Regions from separate parts of the Mus musculus genome. Here region 1 is linked to region 2. The links are chromatin contacts, called in public HiChIP or PLAC-seq maps. All regions are on one chromosome and are shown on one strand. Each heading gives the region's core, a stretch centred on a gene start, on an enhancer-like site or on the middle of the called end of the contact. The rest is flanking DNA. Distances are from core to core; before and after follow the strand shown.

Region 1 (6,078 bases), core at 113-2,612, 270 kb before region 2:
GCAGAGCATGCCCCTCGCCAAGCGCAATCTATTCCTGAAAGTTGTGTAAATGCTTTTTGTTCCATCAGATTATATGTTGAGTATATTGTGAAGAATAACACAGAAGCCCTGAAACGCCAACAAATCAACAAGGGTTACCCGGGCACATTTGGGGGTTTTGGTTGTTTTGCCTTTTTTGAAGGAAGGGGGGACAGAAGCCTTCCCAGAAGACACTGGGCTGCCAGCTAAGCTTAATCAGGGAGCCCAGGTCCAAGTGAGAGACTCTCTTTAAAACAAGTTGGACAGTTCCTGAAAATATCTGAGGTCAAGACTATGAGTGTCATAACTGTATCCCGGCATGTCATCAAATGCACCTAACTTGACAGGAACAGTTCCCATTGTCCTTTACAGGCCTGAAGCTGGGGCTTAACAGTGTGCAGGACCTGACCCAAATCCAAGAGACAATCCTGGACCTGAATACTGCACAATTATCCTCCTCTCCGCTTTGCTGGGCATTGGAGAGGTGGTCGCTGTGTAATGAGGTTCACTGGCATTTTGATTGCCTTTTCTATCTTACTTTCATGTATCTTTAAATAGGAAATGCAAATCATAAAAATACCAGCATACTGATGGGGGGGGGGGTACTCAGGAGGCAGAGGCAGGTGGATCTCTGTGAATTCCACTCTGTCTCGAAGATGAAACAAAGGTCAGCGGTCCTATTTATTTGCTCTCTGGATCACTACACTCTATGTCCCCACAAAGGGCAAGGACTCCAGGCTGGGTCCCCAAAGGGCAGGGACTCCAGTCTGGGTCCTTGCAAGTTCACTGTTCATCAGGACTTTCTCGGAGTCGGCCTGCAGTCTGATTCTCCTCCTCTGACTGATCTGACAGCACCTAAGAACTGCAGCGGTCCGGTTCCTGGCGGTCACTTCCTCCGCCCGAGTGGGCACCGGGAGCGGCGCCTGTGTGGCCCACCCAGGCCCGGGCCGCTCTCCTACCTGCTCCAGGACACAGACCTCTTCTCACAACCGCAAGCCCCCTACCTCGGGGTTCTGGGTCCCGCCATGCCGCCTGCCCAAACTTTCCTGAGAACTTTTCCCTGGCCGTCGCTCGGCTGCTGACCCCGCCGGCGCGCGCGCCACACAGGCCGCAAGCGCGGGTCCCGGGCCTGCGGGCGACGCCCCTCCCCGGGCCAACCCGCACGCGCGGGGGCTCCATCCCGCGCAAAATTCCACTCAGAACCTGGGAGTAGGAGGCGGGTGGGGATTGTCGATGGGAGAAACAAGAGAGAGAGAACCTGGCGCCCCAACAAGCAAGCCGTCCACTCGGCCGCCGACGCCCAGCCGCCACAGCCAAACGGTTTCAAATCCTTGCGGGCCGTCCAGCAAACCGGGGGCGGGACTAGCAAACTCGCCTGTCCCGCCCCCTCGAGCTGCGGCTGGCATTCAACTCTGTTGCCATGGCGACGCTCCGGGTTAGGTCTGTCACTGCTCCTCAAGTCCGAGGGGGCGGGAATTTCCGCCCTTCGGGCAGTTCGCATGCTAAGGGCGGAGACTTCCCTCCTCACTGTTTCCCCACCCTCCGAGAAATGGCGCCAGCAAGCAGCTCCGTTGCTATGGTAACTGTCTAGTCTACTGCGCAGGCGCCGAGCTCGTGGTTTTAGCCCATCTCCCCAGAACGGTTAGTTTCCAGGCTTAATCTTCTGTGATCCCTGGACTATACAGTGGATGCTGCATCTTCCTGACTTCTTACTCAGTCGCTTGTGAGCACTTTAAAGATTGAGGAGAAAGAACAAGAAAAACTCAAAAGTGATGGAACTACTGGACAGTAATTGGCAGAAAAGCCTGTCGTTTGAACAGACATCACCGTTGAGTAAGTCCGAAGCATGAAAATTTACCCTTGTTAGTTCACACTCCAGAGGTGAATTATTCAAAACAACGAGCAGGATATTTACATTTGTTATTTAGAACCATCATAAGTCTGAAAACACTAACCCTGCAAGATCCTGAACTGAAATTTAAAAGCTTTCTGTTTAACACTCTGTACAGAATAGTACCATCAAGTAGGGGAGAAAATGTATTTTTGCGCTTCCCAGGAAGTCTGGTGGACCTCGGGCGGTCAACTTTGCTGTGTACTGGTGTTCTTTGATCTTTTACGTTTCTGGAAGCTCTGAACTGGATAATTTAAAATACCAACAGAAACAAAATTTAAATTGTAAAAAACACTCCCTTCAATGAAATGCAGTGTGCCGCTGCTTTTCACCTAAGTTCACAATAGAATCCCTCTGCAGAGTCTTTGCGATGCACTCAGTGTGGTGCCAAACCTCAATTGAAGCACAGCTTGAAGCATCTTTTCAAGTTTACATAAGGAAAGTAGAGGAGTCGCTTGTTTGCAATTAGCTGTTTTCAGCTTCCAGAAGAAGACTACGTTCTTTCAAGGTGCACTTTGGAATCCACCTCCCTGGAAGAGACAGCAATTGTTCATTATTTCAGAGGCAATTTGTACTACAGAAGAAAGAATGCTTTCAAGAATATTTGGTTTCCAAAAGCATTATTTGAGCACACTCGCAGCTGAGCGATTGTCCCACAATCCAGATCGTTGGTACTAAGAATCAGATTGTAAAACCCACGTATGCAGAAATGAGACGAGTCAGAGACCACTTGGAAGAGGTGCACTTACTGATCAAAGGATACAGACTTCCAAGTAGAAGAAAGAAATTCAAGAGGACTAAAGTCACCATTCAACGTGGTGACTATGGGCCATAACTATATTGTACATTTTGAAGGATGACTTTAAATCTATATTTATGGACAGAAAACTTAGCAGTGTACAATTAACCTAGTTCAGTGGCAAGTTCTTTTCCAGCTTGAAAATGGGAACCATAGGTCACCCAGTGGTGGCAGATCTCCTTGTACCTGGCTTTGTCATTGGTCCTGATAGCTTCTACCAGCTTATCTTTTGTCTCACGAGTTAATCTGGGTGCAGGCCACAGTGGTGCGTGCCTTGCTGTGGGCCAGCCACCCCAGCTTGGCCTTCTCTTTGATGCTGCTGCACGGAATCCCCACCTTGTGACACAGGGCAGGCAGGACAACCAACAGCTCAGTAGCATCTACATTGTGTGCAATCACCAAGAGTGGAGCTTTCTTATTCTCTACCTTTTTGGCTCCTGCTAGAAGAGCAGGTGGTCTCCTCTGCCAACAGCTTTCTTCGCAGCACTGGCCGCTGGCAGCCTTCGCTGCTTCTTCTGCTTCATCTCTGCCCTACACGTGTGGGTAGCCTTAAGAAGCTGGGTAGCTGTTCGGCAGCCCAGGGCCTCAGAGAACTGGTTAATGGCATGAGGTACTTTGGGTTGCTTATAGAGGATCGTTTTTTTTTTTGCTGTTGCAGCTGGGTGGATCAGGCCACCCATTTGGGCTGGGGCTGAGCTTCTTCGGTCTTTTCTCAGGGAATTCGCCACTTTCCTTTCCCTCCTACTTCACAGTGATGGGACCAGGGCCATCTTTTCCCCCTAGACATGCTTACTTGGAGCATCTTGCTTGGCTGAAGGAGAGAGTTGTATATTGTTTTCTTGAAAATTCCTCTCAGGGTAGATTGCTATAATGTTCACCTTGTAGAATGGATAAGTACATAAAGCAGTGTGTGTGTGTGTGTGTGTGTGTGTGTGTGTGTGAATTTTCTCAATCCACGTTGCATGCATCATGCATCATGCAGTACCAATAAATGCACGTGGTTTGTAGACATTGCAAAACTCAGCCTCAGAGATAGCTCAGTGGGTAACTGAGTATTTGCTCGGGTGTGAGGACCAGAGTTCAGTTCCCCTGCCAGGTGGGTGTAGTTCCTAACCATAGTTCCAGTGCTCAGAAGGTAGTGTCCCCATAGAAAAATGGCTAGTTATACAAGCAGTATAGATGAGCTCTCAGTTCAAATGAGACAGCCTGCCTCTCTGAATAAGGGAGAGAGTGATCAAGAAAGACCCCCATATCAGCCCTTGGGCACACACACACACATGCATACACACGGGCAGTCACATCACATATTTTCCTCAGAGGGGGAGGAACAAAGGAAAAATGTGATTAAGTCAATTTCATTGCAGAGGAAATGAGGGAAGGAATTTTACTCCCTCAATATCTACCCTCAAATCTCTCCAAAAATAACTCTCGGAAAATATGAATGTAGACCAGAATTATGATAGCACATTTTTCTTTTCTTCAGTATTTCGAGGCCAAGGATTCAAAAATTTCAACATGAGTTTGTCGAGTCATTTGAAGGGATGTGAGTGATGAACACCCTGAAAAATATAAGACTCGAAAATAAATGTTACAGACTTTGAATCGCTGTAGTGAACCACCAGTTACTTCCACTCTTACCAGGAATAATCAAAATTAGCTATTAACAGAAATGGAGGTTTAGCTTAGTAAGCTAGGAATTTTCAGTTGTCTCTTTTCTCAGACTCTGTATCCATGCTATTGTAGGTAATCTGGAAAATACTGAGATGTTTAAAGAAGAAAATTAACCTAATTTGACCATTAAAAAATAGCCAGGCCTAACATGTATACATTTATATATATATGTGTGTGTGTGTGTGTGTGTGTTCAAATCCTCTATCTATGTGTTACACAATCATTTTTAAACATGACCTTATTATCCCATCATATGGATATAACATAATTTGATCAATCTTCTCCTGTAGTTACTAATTCTGGTTCTTATAATATTCCAGTGATAAAAATCTCTGTTGTAGTCTCAGTTGCCAACATATAAGAGATTTGCTTCTCTGGGTGCGGTAGTGCACACCTTTAGTCTCAGCGCTTGGGAGGCAGAGGCAGGCAGATCTCTGAGTTTGAGGCCAGCCTGGTCTACAAAGTGAGATCCAGGACAGCCAGGGCTGTTACACAGAGAAATCCTGTCTTGAAAAACAAAACCCAAGCAAACCCAAACAAAAAGGATGTATTTCATATATGTACATGTATGTATATGCTTGTGCGCACGTGTGGTAAGTGCGGTGGTCAGAAGTCAATGGTAGGTGCTTTCCTCAATCACTTTCCCCCTTAGTTTTTAAGTCTCTCGATGAATCTAGAACTTGCAGATTTGAGGAGGTTATCTGGCCAGCCAGTTCCATGATGCTGTGTCTACCTCCTGCCCTCCCCACCCACCCCATCCTGGGCTTATAAGTCACTGCACCTGGCTTTTATATAGATTCCAGGGATCAAACATAGATCCTCCTGCTTTCAGATCTGTGCTTTATTGACTAACTCATCTTTCCAGCCTATGTAAGAGATTTGCAATAGACATAAAAAAAAAAAAGCAATCCAGCTTTCCTCCCAAATTACTCATTAAACTTATTTTGCAAGTCTCTAAGACATGCAGCAGTTTGAGAGAGTGTCAGAGTCACATTAACAGCTTTTTGGGTCTGTGCAAATTGTATCTTTAAAAAAAAAAAAAAACTAGTATCACTTTTTAATTGGCATTTGCTACTCTTTGAAAATGTTAATGTTTCTTATTAGCCCTCTTTAGTTTCCTGGAGTCTGGTAGAATGTCTTCTGCTCCCTGTTCATCTTGAGGAATCTGACATGATATAATGTGGCGGTTTGAAAGAGAATGGTTCCATAGGCTCATGTGTATGAATGTGTGGTTCCCAGTTTGAGGACTATCGGGTAGAATTAGGAGGTGTGGCCCTGTTGTAGGAGGTGTGGCCTTGTGGTTGGAGGTGTGGCCTTATTGAAGAAGGTGTGTCACTTGGGGTGGGGGGGAACCTTTGAGGTTTCAAAAGCCCCTGCTGCCAGACCCAGTCCCTCAGCCTGCTGCCTACTGATCAGGACATAAAGCTCTCAGCTACTGCTCCGGCACCATGAGTGCCTCTATGTTTCCCGCCATGATGACAGTGTGCAAACAAGCCCCGAATTAAATGCTTTCCTTCATAGGAGTTGCCTTGGTCGCGGTGTCCCTTCACAGCACTAGAACAGTGACTAAGACAGATTAGCAAATATCTTCCTCTACAGTTTCAAATTTTAAAATTTAGCTATCAGTGGCTCTGTACACTTTACTTTTATGTTAAGCTGGTAGTTTGTACAATGAAATTTTAGTCGCGATTCACTGTTT
Region 2 (6,060 bases), core at 2,333-4,832:
TAAATACTTGTGGTTATTGCTATTATTATCACTGTTATTAGTAGCCGGGGCTAACAAGACAGGCTCCATCTGCTCTTCCCCCATGGGAACCACAGTTTCCTGCAGAGGGTCCTGTGGGGGGTGCCTATGGATGCCTGGGACAGATTTAGGAAGAGACTGTGATGGCCCAACTCCTGTCAGACCTTTCAGCCTCCTGTGGACATTAGACTGCTCCCCACTTAGGGGAGGAGGCCTGGGGATGACTGCTGGAGACATGGAGGTGAAGAACTTGCCCTCAACCTGCAAACCCCTACAGCGTACCCAGTGAGCCTCAAGACTCTACTGGCAGTTCACCCCACAATTTCTACAGGGCAGATTTCAAGAATTCGCTCTCAGCAGGGCCCCTCTGCTTCTGAGATGCTTATGTAGCAATTTAATATGCAGCTAGGTATGGAGGACGTTGGCTTGCTCAAGATCAGAGGTGACAAAAGGCTGCAGTATCTCAACTTGTCCCACATCCATCCCTTTCCCTGTGTATGCGTGTCCATGTGTGTGCATACGTGTACAGTGTCTATACAGGAATGTTCACATGCATGTTGGGCAAGAAGTATCAAGTTTCTTCCTCAACTGCTTCTCACCTTACTTCTTGAGAAAATTACTCGCTGAACTGGGAGTTCCCATTTCAGCTAAACTGGCTGGACAGGGAGCCCCAGGGATCCACCTATCTCTGTTCTCTCCAGCTCTGGAGCACCCGACTTTTAGTGTTTGTGTATAACACACAGCTGGGCACCTGTGTGCCTGTGTGTCTGTTTGTCTGTCTGTGTCTGTCTCTGTGTATCTGGGTGTATATATGTGTGTCTGTATCTGTGTGTGTGTCTATCTGTCGGTATCTGTGTGTTTATGTCTGTGTCTGTATCTGTGTGTCTGTGTGTGTATATGTGTGTGTGTGTGTATCTGTAATCTGTCTCTGTGTGTTTGTGTCTGTCTCTGCCTGTCTCTCTGTGTACATCTCATATGTGTGTGTGTGTGTGTAGTTTTATATGTGTGCTGCTGGTGTTTGTGCCTGCACACATACATGGAGATTAGAAGGGGTTTCGAGTGTCCACCTCCATCACAACCAACCTATTCCTTTGAGACAGGGTCAGGTTTTCTGGGCTGTAGCTCCAGCTCCAGCCCTCCTCCAGTCTCTGCTCCACTCAGAGTTGGGCTTACACAAACACATGGGATGCCTGGCTTATGTGGATGCTGGCATCCAAGCCCCAGGTCTTAGATGGTGCAGAAAGTACTCTCTACCCCTGAGCTATCTCTCCTGCCCTGCACCCAACATCTGTCTGTGTGTCCTGGGAATCAAGCTCAGGTCCCCGTTTGTACATTGAATACTTTACCAACTGAGCCATTCAGTCCCTGCTTCCTCTTTTGAGGGCTATAGTTTGTAAGGTTTCTCAACCAAGGCAGGTCTTTGTTGTAGCCTACAGTAAAAGTTATTGAGTGCCATAACTATTATGATCTCCCAAGTGAGAATCGTTGAGGAGGAAACGGTTTGAAACAAACACTAAGCTTGTGGGTCTGCTGCTGCAGCAAGGTTAGTCATTAGCAGCGGTGTTAAGAGACAGAACTGTTCAACGCCAAGCCCAGCCTCTGCTTTTATCAGGTCTGGAGCTGAGATTTTAAAATTACATATGCACGGGACCTCTTAAAAATTAACATCCCTGGGAAGACTCGGTGCTGACAGCTTTTCTCTATGACCCAGATGCTACTTGCGTACTGTGTGGCGTGCCATGAATCATATAACCCAGTTCTGATGAAGTGTGTGTGTGTGTGTGTGTGTGTGTGTGTGTGTGTGTGTGTGAGAGAGAGACAGACAGACAGACAGACAGACAGACAGACAGACCCTCTCTCCTCCTTACTGCTGCAGTATAGTCTGGTCATTTTCCTGACCCTTGCTAAAGTGTTCTCCCCTTTCCTACTTCTGAAGCTCAATGTGTGTACTGAAATTGAACCCTGCATGCCTCCTCTGCATCGTTTTGATGCAACGGAACAGTGAGATTCCAGAGCCGACCCCTTGGGAAGCGTGTAACCAGGGTAAAGGACCAGGTTCATTGCTCACACTCACAGCTGTGAATCTCTCAGAGGTGCTAGGCCTTGGTTTTATATTCCTCAAGATGGGAGACTTGCTAATCCCTGGGTGGGCTCACGGATAAACAAGAGTGAACCTACAGCATCGGAAGAGCTCTCCAGTGAGAGGGAGGGGTGGCCATCTCCATCTTTATGTGTTAGTGTGCTGGTGGCCGGTCTATGCTCTGTTTGCAGTTATGAGCACGTGAGACTTCAAGGCCGCTTTGCTAGGTGGAATGGGTGCCAGTGTGAGAGAAGTCTGCCTTTAGTCAGGAAGCATTCCAATGAGCAAATTACCTGACAGCGTGGCATGCTTAATGGACTTCAGGGCATTTTCAGGGAAGGCCAGTGTGCCCTCCTGTGGAGACCAGGCTCTCTCCAGGGCCCACACCAAGGCCCTCATTGGCACACAATCATAGCAGCAGTTAAACCCTCTTATCATCTAGACTGTCATGAAAAGAACAGTACCCTCCCTTCTGACCGCTTCAGCATGTCTCTGTTCACAGGCAGACGCACTAGGATGGTGTCTCCGGAGCTGAGTATCTCCCGTCACTGCGTCACTGTGTCACTGTGTTTCTGCACCACATCTTCCATCTTCACACTTTCACTGGGTTTGGGTCTGTTTTATGACCCTCTGCTCTCATTTCCTGTTTGTTTTGTCTGTTCAGACTTCTTTCCCTCCTGGAAAGCGGCTACCTGGGCAGGCATATCTGTGATGTCAAACACATGCTTCAGGCGCGAAGTACCTTTCTGTTCCGACTGAGGGGGCCAAACGATGTAACAAGAAAAGCAAATGCTTCTTGGGGTTCTTTTCCGTGGTTTCATGGAACCGTTCGATCTTAACAAGAACTGTTAACTTTCAAATGAAGTTTTTTTGTTTTTCTTTTTGTTTGATTTTTTTGTTTGTTTGTTTTGTTTGTTTGTTTTTTAACATCAGAGAACTACACTGTGTGTGGATCATTCTTTATGTGAAAGCTGAGTTTCCTGGCCCTGGGTGGAACAGACCAGACCTGGCTCTAGGTGGCACCAATTAAGAAAGAGTGAAATGCAGAAAACAGGTTTTGAAAAGGCCACCACACTTGGAAACAGAAATACGCCATTTCTCCTGCAAGGGTGAGGGGTGGGGGGAGGGTGCTCAGGAACAGGGAAAATGGCATAATCAATTTAATCAGGTAAGGCTGCCATCTCTTGAGAAACCCAGCTTGTGCCCCTCTTTCAGTCAGGGCATCACTGAGCTCCAGTTTGTTGCCAGGAAGACGAAGTTCTTCCCTCCTGGGAATTCCAGGCCAGCAAACTTTTGGAAGTATCTGTGGCAGCTTGAATGCTGCTATTTAAGGCCTGATGAAGAGGCAGCTTGGAGAAAAACCTCAAAAATAAATACTCTGATTCATCATTGTTGTTCAAGCTTTCCAGCCATCAGAGCCAGCCCTGGGCTCCAGAGACAAAGGGTAACATTCACCAGGAGCTGTTCAGCCCAGTCAGGAGCCCTGGCAGCGGTGAGGAGGCGGACAGGGAGGCAGCTTTCTGCAAAACCCGGCTCGGGTTGGGCCGGTGTGGAAGGAAGGCTAGAACAAGACAGCCGTGCCGCTAGGGTTTTGCTCAGTGGAGGAGGAATGAATCAGCCAGAGATGGAGGTCCTCCCAGAATAGTGGACCATGTTATAATAGCCCCAGGCGGGCAGTGGATTGGGTAGCTGGCAGCAGTTAGTGGGGCTTCTTCAGTGTCAAGCAGCCAATGACAAAGTTCTCTGCTGTCTGCAGCTATGTAGTGCAAGGCTGGTGGCGCGGGAAAGTAGGAGTCTGGCATTTGCAGATGGCTGACACTGGGATGGAACAGGGGGTTAGACTGTGTGTGACCTTCTCAGCTGCTCTAGCTTCGGGTCCCTTACTCCTCTGCATCCTCATCTGCTGGAGAGACCCCAAACCTCCCGTGGTGTGGAGATTGACTATGATTTACATGCAGGTGTGTGGTGAAAGGTCATCAATGTCCTTCTGGTTGGACCTCTAGACTTGACACTTCTTGGGTGTAGTGCATTTCTCTGTCCCTCCCGAATCTCTTTTCCTGGTTAAGAAAAGGACAACCCATGTGTTGAGTGACCACATGGGCAAGGTGTGTACAGGTGTCTATGGGACTCCTACCAACATAAGAAGCAGATCTTCTTCTTCTTCTTCTTCTTCTTCTTCTTCTTCTTCTTCTTCTTCTTCTTCTTCTTCTTCTTCTTCTTCTTCTTCCTCTTCCTCTTCCTCTTCCTCTTCCTCTTCTTCTTCCTCCTCCTCTTCCTCCTTCTCCGCCTCCTCCTCCTTCTTCTTCTTTTTCTTCTTCTTTTGAAAATAATTAGAATTTTACTTGATTATTTATGAATTGCAACAGAAATTCCAATTCCTAAAACCATCTTGCTGATGTACTGCAGGTTTAGATGCATTTAAATACTTGTCACATTGGGAATACCAAAAGGGTCGATTGATATGATAGCTTTGGGTTGTAGAAACAACAACATAAGAAGCAGATGTTCTTACTTGTTCTCGATTGAGTTCACCGGTCATTGCAACGCTAGTTGCAGGGGATGGTGGGAGTTTATCAGAGACTGTGCAATGACTGTCATCTTTGCAGTGGCTCAAGTAAGGAAGTTTGATAAAGAATGGTGCAGAGAGTGGCTTTTAGAGCTAGGTTCTAATCTGCCGCATGCTGTTTTCCCACCGATGAGATAAGCAAAGTCGGCTGCAGATTGCAGTCATGGAGGTTCGTAGAGTATGCTCCTCCAGCTCCCCTCTGCAGGCTCATCTCCAGGCTTCTTAGACCGGCTACTATGCCAGGAGCTTCAGGGGGTGTGGCCCCTTGCTAATATTGTTTCCTCCAAGGCGTATATTGATTTTTGAAACAAAGAACAGTTGGCTGGGATCCAAAGCTAGTTTTTTTCCTTCTAGATCTGGATGTGGAAGAAAAATAAATACCTTCCATCTTCCAAACCAAGATAGCCCCAGAGAAGGCAGATGACTGTTACAGCCAAGAGAAGAAATTACACAGCCTGCTCAGAGCTGAGCTCCCAAGCCGCTTCTTACTGCTCTGGGGAAGTACACCAAGTCCATGTGGCCACCACTAGGAAAAGCCACCCAGGTTCTTCTAAAGTGACTGGGTGTACCAAGGAAAATTAAATAAAAACACTTCTCCTTAGTGTCACGGATACAGAACAGTGTCCTGGAAGTTGCGGAATGTCACAAGCTCTATAAAATGTACAGTGACATTGTTTAGAATATGAAGCCCTGCTTCTCAATTTTCACTTAACAACCAGAGTCCTGAGTGCAGATAAGACCCTAAAAACGCTCCTAGGCCCCCACAGCAAGCAGATTTTCAAAGATAGATTGACCACATTTGTTCTGTGTGCGGCTGATAATAAGCCACAGGGTGGAATCCCACAGCAGGGGCTGGTGACAGGCATTCACAGAGGCACTGAGCTCATGTTACAATTATTATGGTTCTATATAAAGCCACGGGGGGTGGGGGGAGTCATTTCATGCTCTTAAAACTTACTAGCTAACATTTAAGGAGTTTGTGCAGAGCAGGCTAAGCTCAAACATTTTCTCCTAAACTTAAAATTATTACAGATAGCCGTAAGGAAGTGTTCTGTGTAAGACAATGTTAAAAATAGGATTTTTTTTTTTTTTGGTTGCTTTTCTTAATGCCTAGGATTTTCATGATGTGGTTTGTAGTTCATTTCCCTCGGGTTATATTTAAATAGCATCATCCTGTGCAAGCTTAGGATGGGCTTCTGTGGGTGTGTGGTGGTACAGTGTGGCCTAAGGAGGTTCCCAGCACAGAGAGAGATGGGCAGATAGGAAATCATGGGCAAAATCTAGAGGTCACATATAATGGTACCAAAAGCAGCTCCCCCCCCCCCCCCCGCGTGCTTCAGCCCAGGACAAACTGTATATGTGGATGCGATGCGAACCAGGAGATGGTAATGGGACT

The links. HiChIP or PLAC-seq counts read pairs in DNA pulled down with a chosen protein or histone mark.
Region 1: a FOXA1 HiChIP or PLAC-seq map of pancreatic cancer cells shows a contact between it and region 2. The contact joins the promoter of Cep112 here to the enhancer-like site in region 2. A contact is called at or near these places in 4 of 39 promoter capture datasets (hippocampal neurons, liver and pre-B cells), 1 of 484 Hi-C or Micro-C datasets (embryonic somatosensory cortex), 5 of 115 datasets of contacts at active chromatin or transcription factors (cardiomyocytes, embryonic stem cells, large pre-B cells and 2 more) and 2 of 9 other capture datasets (embryonic stem cells and liver).

The regions. Positions count from the first base shown.
Region 1 is chr11:108,420,550-108,426,627 of GRCm38.p6, reverse strand. It overlaps Cep112 (centrosomal protein 112), which reads right to left and starts at 1,362. Exons shown (of 27, transcript NM_001373899.1): 1 at 1,277-1,362.
Region 2 is chr11:108,148,118-108,154,177 of GRCm38.p6, reverse strand. The region is part of intron 3 of Prkca (protein kinase C, alpha); the gene reads left to right. Among named protein-coding and RNA genes, the nearest start is that of Gm11655, 22 kb to the left of the region's middle. Within about 2 kb of position 3,582, at least 122 of the 459 cell types and tissues checked have an H3K27ac peak or open chromatin away from gene starts, as enhancers often do. A contact at or near this core is called in hippocampal neurons, pancreatic cancer cells and stem cell-derived neural progenitor cells, where this site is marked.